Regions from separate parts of the Sus scrofa genome. Here all the other regions are linked to region 1. Evidence: chromatin contacts called from public Hi-C data. All regions are on one chromosome and are shown on one strand. Each heading gives the region's core, a stretch centred on a gene start, on an enhancer-like site or on the middle of the called end of the contact. The rest is flanking DNA. Distances are from core to core; before and after follow the strand shown.

The links. A called contact is a pair of places that touch in the nucleus more often than the background predicts.
Region 2: a Hi-C map of skeletal muscle shows a contact between it and region 1, with 3 times the contacts expected there. The contact joins the promoter of CDPF1 here to the enhancer-like site in region 1. A contact is called at or near these places in 1 of 5 promoter capture datasets (fetal skeletal muscle), 8 of 47 Hi-C or Micro-C datasets (alveolar macrophages, embryonic fibroblasts, fetal liver and 5 more) and 2 of 2 datasets of contacts at active chromatin or transcription factors (alveolar macrophages and skeletal muscle).
Region 3: a Hi-C map of embryonic fibroblasts shows a contact between it and region 1, with 2.0 times the contacts expected there. The contact joins the promoter of GTSE1 here to the enhancer-like site in region 1. A contact is called at or near these places in 6 of 47 Hi-C or Micro-C datasets (embryonic fibroblasts, fetal heart ventricle, liver and 1 more) and 1 of 2 datasets of contacts at active chromatin or transcription factors (skeletal muscle).

The regions. Positions count from the first base shown.
Region 1 is chr5:3,364,225-3,368,541 of Sscrofa11.1, reverse strand. No RefSeq gene overlaps it. Among named protein-coding and RNA genes, the nearest start is that of PPARA, 45 kb to the right of the region's middle. Within about 2 kb of position 1,746, at least 46 of the 83 cell types and tissues checked have an H3K27ac peak or open chromatin away from gene starts, as enhancers often do. A contact at or near this core is called in alveolar macrophages, embryonic fibroblasts, fetal liver and 5 more, where this site is marked.
Region 2 is chr5:3,285,486-3,289,869 of Sscrofa11.1, reverse strand. It overlaps CDPF1 (cysteine-rich DPF motif domain-containing protein 1), which reads right to left and starts at 2,827. Exons shown (of 4, transcript XM_003125953.4): 1 at 2,722-2,827.
Region 3 is chr5:3,244,553-3,248,843 of Sscrofa11.1, reverse strand. It overlaps GTSE1 (G2 and S phase-expressed protein 1), which reads left to right and starts at 2,165. Exons shown (of 12, transcript XM_021091376.1): 1 at 2,165-2,653; 2 at 3,107-3,202. The coding sequence starts at 3,184. It overlaps TTC38 (tetratricopeptide repeat protein 38), which reads left to right. Exons shown (of 13, transcript XM_021091377.1): 13 at 1-502.

The DNA.
Region 1 (4,317 bases), core at 497-2,996:
TGCGACCCACACCACAGCTCATGGCAACACTGGATCCTTAACCCACTGAGCAAGGCCAGGGATCGAGCCTGCAACCTCATGGTTCCTAGTCGGATTCATTAACCACTGTGCAACGACGGGAACTCCACCCGTGTTTCATCAATGCAGAGAGTGGTAAGGAGGGAAGGAGGGGAGACTTCAGGAGCTGGGGGCGGGGAGAGGCATGTCCTTTCTGACAGTTTCTCCTGTGCTGGGACACACAGGTTTTTCATGGCTAACAGAAAGTCGGAAAGGTAAACGGGAGTGAACAGTCCCCTGGGGGGCAGGACGTATGGGGCCGTGTCACGAACACTCCCATGAGAAAACTCCTAAGCACCCTTCTAGTTTCCTCCCGGTGGGGGGGAGGCAAGGGACCGGCTGGGAGCATTTGTTCAAAGGTGAGGAACTTCCATCAAATGCATGAAAAACAAATTGTCTCTCCACCAAACCTTGGGAGCGCCAAGGACCCAAGAACTTCATTTCTCTAGATCTGCTGCAGGTACACACACTACCCTGTGGAACCCCATGCAGCTTCCTCTGCCCTGGTCCAAAATTTTCCCCAGGTCTTTCCAACTGCCGTATTTACATGGGTTGAAAGCAGACCATCACGGTGCTTCTGGGAAAAAAAAAAAAAAAAGCCAACACTCCTGTGTTTGGAGACTTGGCTCTTGATGGCCTGGGAGATGGAGTGTGTCAGGTGACCACGTCTCTGAGCCTGGATGTCCTTCTGAGGACCCGCTGGGCAGGGGGTGGTCAGCTCCCTTCCCTGCTATATCCATGACACAGCAGTGCAGTACAGCCCCTAGCTGGGTGAATCAATAATACCTACAACGTATCCTGGATCACTCTGTAAACTCTGAAACATAATACAAAAAGTGTCTATTGCTATATGGCATGTGCAATAAAAGCTGGGATTGTCAGATGTGTTAGTGGGAGGGTTATGTGGGTGTCTGCAGCGGGGGCAAAGTTCACCGCAGGTATGGGGCCAATCAACAAGGGAGAGCCTAAGACATCTGTGAAAGGGCCAGGTAGGGGCAGGGTCTCCAGCGCCTCCGTGTAATGAGGGGGTTTGCTTTGGAGTTGTTTCCGGTCCACTACAAATAGAACAGTGACAGGAGCAGCGGGAGGGCAAGGAGCAGCGCTGGCATAGCATACATTTCGTTCCCACAGGAGGGGCGTCCTGGTGCGCTGGCACCAGAGGCTTTGTGCATTCCGCGCGGGGAGCTCGGGCGTCGCGGTGCAAACAAAGCCGCTTTGCAGCTCTCGCTCTTACTCCTCTCCATTGGCTGCCGGGCCGCGACCTCCCTCCTGCGCTGGCAGAAGCCCAGCGCGTCCGCTGGGCACAAAGTCAGCCCCTCACCCCCGACGCACGGGGGGAGGGGTACGGCACTCGCGACAGCGGGGGGTGGGGGGCGGCTGGTCCGAGTAGGCGGCGCCTCCCGGTGTCCCGTCCGGTTGCCCTTCACCCTTCTACGTCCCTGTCCCGCCGCACCTGCCCTGGCAACTCCCCCACCTGTTGATGCGTCCTCCTTTTGCATTCTGGGGTCCCCCGGACAAACTCCTTCACCGCCCACCCCACATCCTGCGCTCCCCAGAGACTCGAGGGCACCTCCGCCTCGGTCCCGGGTCTAGACCAGCTCAACGCATAGACGGGCATAGCCGGGCTCCCCGAGGGAGGAGGGGCCTCGCCAGCGTGGCCAGGGCGCGGGGCGGGAACCTCCACCCGTCCCGCAACCTCGCGCCCGCCCCTCCTCGACTTCAGCCCTTCCCGGTGGGCGGGGCCGGACGCTCGCCGAAGCCCAGCCGCACGAGGTGTGCCATCGAGGCGCTGTGCCCACCGGCCAGTTGACCTTGGCTGTCCCTCCGCCTCTCCCTCCTCAGTTTCCCCACTGGTGTTGCCAGGGCTGGGCAGGAGGTGGGAGCCGCCAGGAGCGGCCCCACCCCGGTCGCCGCCGACAGCCAATGGCGCGGCGCCATCCGGGGGTGTGCCCCGAGCGGGGCGGGGCCTGGGCGGGGCTTCCTCCCGGGTCCCAAGCGCTCGCGGTCTGAGCCTCCCGGCCCGGGAGGGGGGCAGAGGGGCGGCGCGTGCCGCAGGGGCGCGGCTGGCACGGGCGCGGGGAGGCGGCGCCGGGCTTGGGTAGGGGACGCAGCGGCCCCACGGCGAGGGCAGCCGGCGGCGGGGGCGGAGGCGGCCGCAAGCGCCCTGCCCGGCGCCGCCTCCCTCAGCGCGCTTGCCCGGCGGACCGGCAGGCGGCGGACCGCAGCCTCAGGTGCCAGGCGGCGGGCGGGCGCGCGCGGGGGTCCGCGGGCCAGGCTTCCTCCGACTCCGGACCCCGAGCGGCGGCGGACGGGGAGGGGCCGGGCGGCGCATGCGCGGGGCCCAGGGGCGCGGGTGAGGGCGCTTGCCGCGGGCTCGTGCTGGGAGATCCCGGGCCCCTGGGGCCGCTTCTAGCTCGGCCTCCCTTGGAGCGTCCAGGGCCTTCCCGGAGCCTCGGCGTCCGCAGCTGTCGGTGGGGCTGGGGGCTGGGTAGAAGTGGAGGCCGGGGACTTCGGAGACACTGCGTCCTTAAGTTGTCACCCCGGGGAGAAGGCCCACCAAGCGAGTGCCTCGGGTGCGTCTTCCTTCAGCGTGGTCGAGTTTGGGTGTCACCGGCTGGGGGAGGTTTCCCGCGGCCTCCGGCGACCCCCTAGGCTAGGTGGCCCGAAACCCCGACAGACCGACTCTCCTGCCCCTGACGGCTGAGTCCCACGGGAGGGACTCGCACGCGGGTTAGTTCACCTTTGAGGAGCTGCCCCACTTTGTCCCTGAGCGAAATCGGGCGACCCAGACGGGCCGGGCCGGGCGAGCCCAGGGCAGTCTCCCGAGCCCGGGGCCCTCGAGTCCCCAGCTGCACAGAGAGGTGCTGGCGGAAGTCCGGAGGGTCGGTTCGGCCCCCCACGTCCTCCGCAGACCAACGAGGAACAACTGTATGCTCGTGCTTTCCTCGCCTTTTTTAAGTTTTAAAGGCCCGACGCCGGTGCCCCAAATGCCAAGGTTCTTTCTAAGAAAAGTCCGTAGTTGTATAAAATGTCTTGGATTTCGCCGGGACCCAAGGCTGCATGCCTGCCCCGACCCGAGCCACCCCTCCCCAAACCAGGGAGCCCCTCCTCCTCTCCCAGGGCTGCTTCGGAAGGGGTGCAGGGGGCGCGCGGGAGGGGGTGGGGGTGGTGGCGGCAAGGTTGGGCTGGGAACGACCCTGCCACACTCTAGCCATTGAACAAGAAGTGTCACGGTGACTTTCCTCTTCCAAGGTGGTGGAGCGTTGGGGACAACCCAGGGGACATATTGTAATTATTTCCTCCTTTACTTTCTTACTGCCAAGACTGCCGTGAAAGGCCCTGCCTCGTGGCAAGACAAGCTCAGAAGCAGGACGCTGTCATCACAGGTAAACAGAAGATTTAACTTACTCATTTTTCCAGACTGAAGTATTGAAGCCTTGACTTGCACTGCCCTATAGACTAGCACGCTGAGGGTTAATTATTACTTTGTGATGCAACATGAGACGGCTTTTCATTTCTCTGAAAGTAGGATAAATGTGGATGGATTCTCTAAGTTCTGAAAACGTTCTCGTGTTGGTTTTCCTAGGCACCTCCCGTCTTTATGGCAGGCTGTTTGCATGTAATTTCAAACTAGATAATATAAGCACGTGAGAAATGTTTTTGCTTCGCAGACACTTAAGTTACAGACTCCCAAGGAAAAGAGCCTCAGGCCATCTCTTAGCCGTTTTAATCCCAGTTTGAGTAGCAAGCAGATGGCTTTCTGAGCTTGTAGGCCAGGTCTGAAACTGTCATTGACCCAGAGGTGTCACCCTGGAGAAGCAGGTGGGTGGTGAAGAGTTTGCGTGGTCACTCTGTATAAAGGGCCAGCAGTGAGCGTGACAAAATTCTATACATCTTCGAAGCAACAGCAGCATAACTGACCTTAGGAAAAACGTGTTCTCTTTTCTCATCGTGGGTGTATACAGGTTATTCTGTAATCATGCTGTAGTTTTTGTGCCCGGAACACAGCTTTTTAAAACATCTGTGAGAGAGGGAATGAGAGAGAAAAAAAAATGTGATTATATGGACTATTTTGTCATCTGCTTTATTCACCATGAGGACATGAAACATCTTTGCATGTGAAGAAAAGTGTTTGTGCCTTATCGTTTTAAATGTCTAGGTAATATTTCACTGGGGTTAGGGGATAGTAGTGATTGAGCCAATACTTTCAGATAAATATTTTAAATTCATTTATTCTGTAAATAGGGAGCGAGGAGCTGC
Region 2 (4,384 bases), core at 1,578-4,077, 80 kb after region 1:
ATACTTTTCATTACTTTTGGACACTTCAAATGTGTCCCCTGCCCCTTTCTGTCCCTTCTCTCACTGAGATTTCAACTGCAAGGACATTGAACTTTGATGTTGTCCTGCGGTTCTTGGACCCTCTGTTCTGGGGTTTGGTTTTTCACTCTTTTTAAAATATTCCTTAGATCATACACACACACACACACACACACACACACATACACACTTATATATACAGAGAATAATATTCCATATCCTATATTTATATTCTTTTCCATTAGGGTTTAGCATAGGATATTGAATACAGGTCCCGTGCTATACGGTAGGACCTTGTTGTATGTATAATAGCTGACCTCCAGTAACCCCAACCTCCCACTCCATCCTTCCCCAACACCCTCCCCCACCTGGCAAGACAGGTCTGCTCCTGGTTGTTTCACAAAATAGGTTCACTTCTATCATATTTTAGAGTCCACATATAAGTAATAACATATGGTATTTGTCTTTCTCTTGCTGACTTCACTTAGTATAATCTCTAGTTGTATCCATGTTGCTACAAATGGCATTATTTCATTCTTTTTATGGCTGAGTAGTACTCCATTGTATATACGTACCACTTCTCCTTTATCCATCTGTCAGTGGACATTTAGATTGTTTTCCATGTCTTGGCTATTGTAAACAGTGCTGCTATGAACACAAGGGTGCATTATCTTTTTGAATTATAGTTCTGTCTGGATATTTGCCCAGAAGTGGGATTTCTGGATCACATGGTAACTTCATTTTCAGTTCTATTTTATTTCTTTCTTTCTTTATTTTATTTATTTATTTAGGCCTCTTCTAGGGCCACTCCAGCAGCACATGGAGGCTCCCAGGCTAGAGGTATAATCGGAGCTGTAGCCACCAGCCTACACCACAGCCACAGCAACGCCAGATCCTTAACCCACTGAGCAAGGCCAGGGATCGAACCCGCAACCTCATGGTTCCTCGTCGGATTCATTAACCACTGAGCCACGATGGGAACTCCTTTAGTTCTATTTTAGTTCTGAGGAAACTCCATACTATTCTCCATAGTGGCTGTACCAACTTCTCCCACCAACAGTGTAGGAGGGCTCCTTTTTCTCCACATCCTCTCCAGCATTTGTTATTTGTAGACTGGGTTTTTTCTTTTCTTTTCTTTTTTTTTTTTTGGTCTTTTTAGGGCCACACCTGCAGCATAGGGAGGTTCCCAGGCTAGGAGTCCAATTGCAGCTGTAGCCACCAGCCTACACCAGAGCCAGAGCAGAGCAATGTGGGATCCAAGTTGCATCTGTGACCTGCACCACAGCTCACAGCAACCCTGATCCTTAACCCACTGAGTGAGGCCAGGGATTGAACATGCATCCTCATGGATGCTAGTCAGGTTCATTAACCACGGAGTCATGAGGGGAACTCCCATTACTTGTATACTTTGTAATCATAGCCATTCTGACTGGTGTCAGGTGGTACCTCATTGTATTTTGATTTGCATTTCTCCAATAATTAACAATGTTAAGCAGTTTTTTCATGTGCCTAATGGCCATCTGTACTTCTGCTTTGGTGAAATGGCTATAATGGGCTGCATTGCTTTACACTAAGAGTGAAATGTCAGAAAAGGAATGTAAAAAAAAAAGCCAATACCTTTATTTATTCATTTACTTTCTGGTCATGCCTAAAGCATGCAGAAATTCCTGAGCCAGGGACTGAACCCAAGTCACAGCTGTGACAACGCCAAACCCTGAACCACTAGGCCACCAAAGAACTGCAGGTACCTTTTAAAGTCACACCAAGATAAATACATACATACATACATATGTAGGAATAAACCTATCCAAGGAGGTAAAAGATTTATACACCGAAAAGTATAAAACATTAATAAAGGAAACTGCAGATGATTTATTAAAGAAATGCAAGGACAGCCCATGCTCTTGGACTGGAAGAATTAATACTGTTGAAGTGGCTATACCACCCAAAGTAATCTACACATTTAACGTGATTCCTATCAAATTAACCATGACATTTTTTACTAGAACAAATAACCCAAAAGTGTATATGGAACCACAAAAGATTGCCAAAACAATCTTGAAGAAAAAGAACAAAACAGGAAGCATCACCCTCCCAGACTTCTACAATACTACAAAGCTACAGTAATCAAAATGGCATGGTACTGGCAGAGAGACAGACCTACAGATCAATGCAACAGAGCAGAGAGCCCAGAAATAAACACACACGCCCATGGTCAATTCATCTTCAACAAAGGACGCAAGAATATACACTGGGGACAGTCTCTTCAGCAAGTGGTGTGGGGACAGCCGGACAGCCACGGCAACACACCCTCACACCATACACAAAAGTAAACTCCAAATGACCTGAAGGCTTCAACATAAGACATGGTCCTCTTTTCTGTTTCATTTCGGCTAATGTCTATCGCCCTGTCCGCGTGTTCCCTGGCTTTTCCCTTGGCTATGTCAGGTCGGCGCAGCGGCGCCCCGCAGGATCCCGGCGTCTCCGCAGGGCTCTTCCTCTCCGTCCACCCGCTCCGTGCTCGCCCTCCGTTCCTGCAACGCCCCGCAGGCCACCCGCTCCGTGCCCGCCCCCAACGCCGCAACGTGCGCAGCCGCTCGGGCCTCCGGGTTCCAAACCCCGCCGGGCTCCGCTGAGCCGCCCAAGCCGGCCCCGCGAGCGGGAAGCGCACTACCCTCCGGACCGTCAGGCCGCACCACTCACCTCCGCCTCCGCCTGCGCGGCCCAGCCCAAGGCGCGTGCGCGGCCCCGCCCCAAGGCGGCCGTCCGCCCTGGGCGCGTGCGCAGCGCGGGCGGGGGCGGGGCTTCTCGGCGGACTTCCGCCTCGCGGCGGCTTCCGGAACCTCAGGTCTCGCGGTTGGCGGCGGCAGGGCGGGGCCTGGGTTCTGCTTGTCGGCTCCTGCTGACGGGGCTGCAGTCTTGGCTGCGCGGAGGCTGTCAGGTTCTTCCTGGGCTTCCCATCCAGCTCCACGGAGCCGGTGCGGCCCTCGCGCGGCCCATGGGTAACCCGGCCCCATCGCCACGTGGTTTCGCTCAGCCTGCGCCTCGGACCGAAATGGTCTTAGGTCTGCTACCTGTCCCCCCAGTAGAACAGGAGCCCCGGGACCTGGGCCCAGGGCTGCAGGAAAAGTCAACTGTCTCCTAAGGCAACAGACGAAATGAATTCAAAATGAGCCTTCTCGCTTCCTGCAACCTTTAAAAGCTGTTTGCACCCAGGGACTTGTAGCTTCTCCTCCAAAGCGGTAAAGTGGCCTGGAACGCCCGCCATCACCCGGGCCCCACCATCCTTCAGCCTCCAGGTCCTCGCCCTGGGGCACCAACCACGCCTGCTTCAAAGGATCCTCTGGACCCTAAGCTCCCCCTGGCCCAGGCCTCCGGTTCTAGACCGGCTGTGACCATCACACCCCACTTCTTCCCCTCTACTGTGTGTGGGGCACCGTTTTATGGGGTTAGGGGGTGATTTGAAACCCAGACACCCTGAGGTCTGGGACTTTTTCTTTCGGGGAATTAAGAAATAAGGATTATACAAGGTATTTTGGTAATGCTGAAAACCATTCCTGGACCTGAGCAAGAGGGGCTCCTGCCCTGAGCCTCAGGAGCTAATAAGCACTTTGATTTTGTTCCTAGAACATAGGACCTCAACTGTGCTTACAACAATGACATTCTTTGGATTAATTCAAAGATTATATACTGCTGGTTTTTATTTCTGGATCTGCCCAAAGGTGGACCGTCTTGATGAAGTATTTCAAATGTGACCTATATCCAGTCTCAGATACGTGACCGGTAATCACGTCAATGATGTCAAAGCCTTGAGATCGTTTGGACAAGTTACAAGCTGCGCTGGAAGGGTTAAGTGATAGGCTATCACTTAATATCGGAGCAAACCATGGTCTCTGGGAGAAAATAAAGTTAATTTTGATTTGAGTTGTCCCAGTTACTAATAGAGAAAAAGCTTACCAAAAACCCAAAAGATTAAAAATATCTAATAAAGCTTTAGAAGAAAATGGTTTCCTGAAAGAAACTGCACACGAAATAAGCACCCAATCAAGAGAAGGAAAAGACAGGCCACAGAGTGGGCAAAAGAATTTGCCAAAGACAAATCTGATACAGGACTCTTCTCCAAAACACACAAAGAACTCTTAAAATGCAACAGGAAGAAAGCAAGCAATTTGATTAAAAAATGGGCAAAAGAACTGAACAGACCCCTCACCCAAGGGGATACACAGATGGCAAATAAGCATCTGAAAAGGTGGCCTGCATCCTGTGCTATCAGGGAAATGCAAATTAAAACAGCAGGGAGATACCACTGCACACCTAATAGAACAGCCAAACTCCACAACACGACAACCCAAGGGCAGGGGAGGAT
Region 3 (4,291 bases), core at 916-3,415, 120 kb after region 1:
AGACCCCTGCCCTGTGCTTCCTGGGGGAGGGGAGGGCGCCCCCCTCACTGCCTGGGGCCTGGGCCCTCCTGCTGTTTCTGCAGAGATGTCTTCAGGCTTCTCGGAGGCGGTGTGGGGGTGGTTGGTGGTACGGATTCGGGCTTGTTTTCTCTTTATTCTAAACTGCACACTGTAAAGGGACCTTGGGTACCTGGCTTCCTTTGTCATCCACGATTGTAAGCACATGAGGGCACACGCATGGAGCTGGTGTGTTTTCTGGGTGTGAGGAATGAGCCGAGAGGTTGCCCTGTGGTGGCAAAAAGCCAAGCATTGTGGTGGGGTTTTAACAGGATCTGCCTCAGTCTCTTTCCCCATAGGTCACCTGACCTGGCACAGCCATGCCACGGGTGTTTCTTGGATTCTTTCAAAGCAAACTGAAGTTAGGTGGGTCTCCTGGAGGCGCTGATGCCTCCAAATGGACTAGACAAATTCCTGAAATTAAAATAAATTGGTTGATTGGTTCTTTGGCTGTTGCTAAGTGGGTACCTCCAAGCATCTTCCATGTGCCAGGCCTGGGCTGGGTCCTGGGGAGATAGGCTTTTCCTTGAACTTGGGGGTGGGGTGGGGAAGCAAGTCAAGAACAGAGTAATTGCAGTAGGATTTTTTTTTTCTTTTTTTTTTTGCTTTTTAGGGCCGCACCCGCAGCATATGGAGGTTCCCAGGCTAGGGGTCCAATCAGAGCCACGGCTGCCAGCCTATGCCACAGCCACAGCAATGCCAGATCCAAGCCGAATCTGCAATCTACACCACAGCTCACAGCAACACTGGATCCTTAACCCACTGAGCAAAGCCAGGGATCGAACCTGCAACCTCATGGTTCCTAGTTGGATTCGTTTCCACGGTGCCATGATGGGACCTCCCTCAGTAGGATCTTAAGAGAGGTGCTGTTTCACCTCAGGGGCTAGGGGCACATCCCAAGGGGGAGCCTGCCTTCCCATCCTGAGCTGTCCCCTCCTGCCAGTTCTCAGGACAGAGCCTGCCCACACCCCACCTGTCCTTCCTTCTCCTGGTTCCAAGCAAGATACGACTTGGCCAGGGTATCAGGAACCCTGGTCCCCTCCTCTGGGAAGGCCTCTGTCCCCCCAGTGCAGGCTGGTGCCCCACAGCCCTTGGCACCTGCCCTTGCTATTGCATCTTTCTCGCCGGCTGGACTGCTTGGGGTCAGGGACAGCATATGTGTCCCAGCCTCACCCAGCACAGAGCCTGCACTGACTATCTGTCAGGGACCCATGATGGATACGTGATCCCATGAACAAGTGCAGGAAAACATGAAGCATAATCCAACCAGGCAGGGAGAACTGAGTCTACAGTGGATGGAAAAGAGGAGGCCCAGAGGAGAGATGGATGAAGGTACAGCTCAGAGTTAGCAGCAGCAAGTTATTGATAATTGGGGTACTCACTGAGCACGTCCCACGTGCTGATATGATGCAGGGGGAGGAGCATCGGGAGTGGGTGTCTGGGGGCCTTCACCCCAGCAGATGCCCACAGGGTCGTAGGAATCCGACATCTAGGCTAACTGCCCTTGGGTCTAGTACCTTCTGGGTCCCTGCTGCAGTGGCCCTGTGGTCACGACCAGGCAGGCCTGGGCCTTGGGATCATGGATTGAGTCCAGGTTCTGGCAGGCAGGGAGAAGCCTGGAGTGAAGGCAGCCTGCCTGAAGCTGAGCAGGACCCCAGAGGGGCCAGCAGGGGACAATCTGACCTGGCACCCTCCTTCAAGCCCCTCTCTCTGTCTAGGCCCGAAGTCAGGACTCCTGTCAGGGCTCCTGGACGTCCCTACTCCTGGAGCCAATAAATACTCTTTCTAAAGCCAACTTGAAGCTGATTTTCTATTACTTGTAACCCGAGAGCTCTGGACCAAGACCTGCCGCTGGGATTTATACCTGGGTCTGTCTGGCCCCCTCTCTCTTCTCCAGTTAAGCAGGGTCCTGAGCAAAAGATGATGAAACTCAGAAGGGAGCCCATGGACAGAGGCCCAGGGAGAATCCAGGAGGACCCAGCACATCAGAATGCAGCGGGGTGGGGGGCGAGGCAAAGAGCAAGGCCCAGGACTGCAGGGGGAGCCCTTGGATAGACTGGTCAAGGATTCAGGACAAGACAAAGCGCGGATGAAGGCCATGTTCAGGGCCTAAACACGTTCTCCGGGTTCAAGGGCACAAACTGGGGTGTCTGGTCACCCGGTGTCACCTGGGCACTCTTCCGGGCAGGGAACCGGTCTCCTTGCTCTGTTAAGAACTTGGTAATGCTTTACAAAGCAGGTGGGAGCACCTATTTCGTTTGGTCTTCACATCAACACCCTACGATAGGAATTTGATTTTTATTTAAGGATGAAGATCTGGTCCTGATGCCTGGTCTTCTGGGACATACGGGGTGCAAGCTCTAAGAGACCTCGCCCCACGTCAGCTCCACCGCAAGCCTGGGACGAACCTCAGGCACGATCAGCGCGCCGATGCAGTGCGCATGCGTCCTGTGCCCGCCTCCCAGGGCTCTGACTACAACCCCCAGCATGCACCGGGCGCCGAGACCTTTCAAACTAGCCAATCCTCAGCCCGCGCCGCAGTTGCCGCGGCGCGTTTAAACCCGGGGCGGAGGCGCGTCGGCCGGGACCGCTCCGGGTGAGGGGGCGCGGGGGCGCGGGCGAGGCCCGGGGCGCAGGTCGGGGGACGTCGAGCGGGGGGCTCATGTGGCGGGGATCCCAGGCTCCCCTCGCGCGCTCCGTCGGGGCTGCAGCGAGTACGGAGCCGCCCCGGGGGCAAACCGCAGCCCCCAGCAGTCGGCCTGGGGGCTGGAATTCGGTCGTGCGGGTCCGGGGCGTTCAGGCCTGCCTCGGCCGGCGCCGCGCCGGAGCACCCGGCGTGGAGGCGCGCGGGCGCTGGGGTGCGTCCCGGAGGGTCTCGGGCTGCGCCTGAGGTGGCCTCTGCCGCCCCCGCTCCCTGGCCCGCCGCGGCCGCCAGCTCAGCTCCCTCCGCGCGGCCCGTGCTGCTCGTGCTGCAGGGCTTCTCTGGGGCTGGAGGAAGCCGGGGCTCGGCTCTGCCACCCGCTCACCCTCTGGCCCGCTCGTCCCGCAGTGACTTCTGACAGCTCTCGCCGCGGCGGGAGGAGCCGGCAGCGACGCGCCTTCGGCCAGCCAGGCCCAGCGGCGGCGATGGAGGTTCCCGAGGACGGTACGTTTTGTGACTGCAGCGCTGTTGTTCGGGGAGCTCGGGGGAGATGCAGGTCGGTTTAACGCTCTTGGGACAACTTACTCGTTTATTCATTCAGTGCTCGTCCTGTGCTCTGCACCCCTGCGATTCCTGCTCCCTGCCTTCAAGGAGTTTGCATCCGTCTACTTTTTTTTTTTTTTGGCCCTGCCCGTAGCATGTGGAAGTTCCTGGCTCAGGGCTCCAGACCCCAGCCGCAGGAGTGACAATGAGGGATCCTTAACCCCTAGGCCACAAGGGAAATCCCGTCCAACGTCTTTATTTTCCGGTTTTCTACATTCCCTTTGCTCCCAGTTTCAGCTTCATAGCCGAGATTCTTTGCGATTTTATTCACCGCAGGATCCTCAGTGCCTGGCCCGTGGTGGGTCCTCAGCTGTATTTGTGGACTTGAATTTGATGTTGCCTTTTCGCGCTCCTGCTGGTTCCCTTTTCGAAGACTTGCTTAGGATCGCCGTCGCTGCCTTAGGGAGAGAGCCTGGCCTGTGGCTCTGCTGTCTTGTTCTGTCCCTGTCTGATTTGAGTGTGGCGGTCAGAGCACAGCCTCACCAAAGGAGTTAAGGACCGTACCCTCTTTCTCTGCTGAAGGGCGGGGACATCCTTCTAGCCTTTGTTCTTCGCAGCATTCCCCCCCCCCCCCCCGGCGTGTAGACTGGGTATCCCAGCATCCTTAATGCCTCCATTTTGCAGAAACCCCCCCAGAGGCCGCCAGCCATCGGCGCTGCTTCATCAGATCTAGAACGGTCTTTGCTGCCACATCCCTCTCCTTCCGCTGCCCTCTCTGGCCCCTCCGCCTGGCATGCTGAATCCCCTTGGGGACCCCAGCCTCTCTCACCCTCCCTTTGCATCCTGACTTTTTTGCCTGTCCATCAGCGCAGGCCCATCCCTGACACATGGATGGGTCCTGTTATCTGACTTGTCCCCGTAGTCTCTGCTCCCTCTCCACTGCTCTGTGCCTCATTCAGAGCCAGGCTTCAAGAAGGTTCTCTGTTTCCCCGTGTTTTCCCATCCTCAGCCCCCACAGCTTCCTCCGCCCCCGTCCTCTGGGAAAGCTGC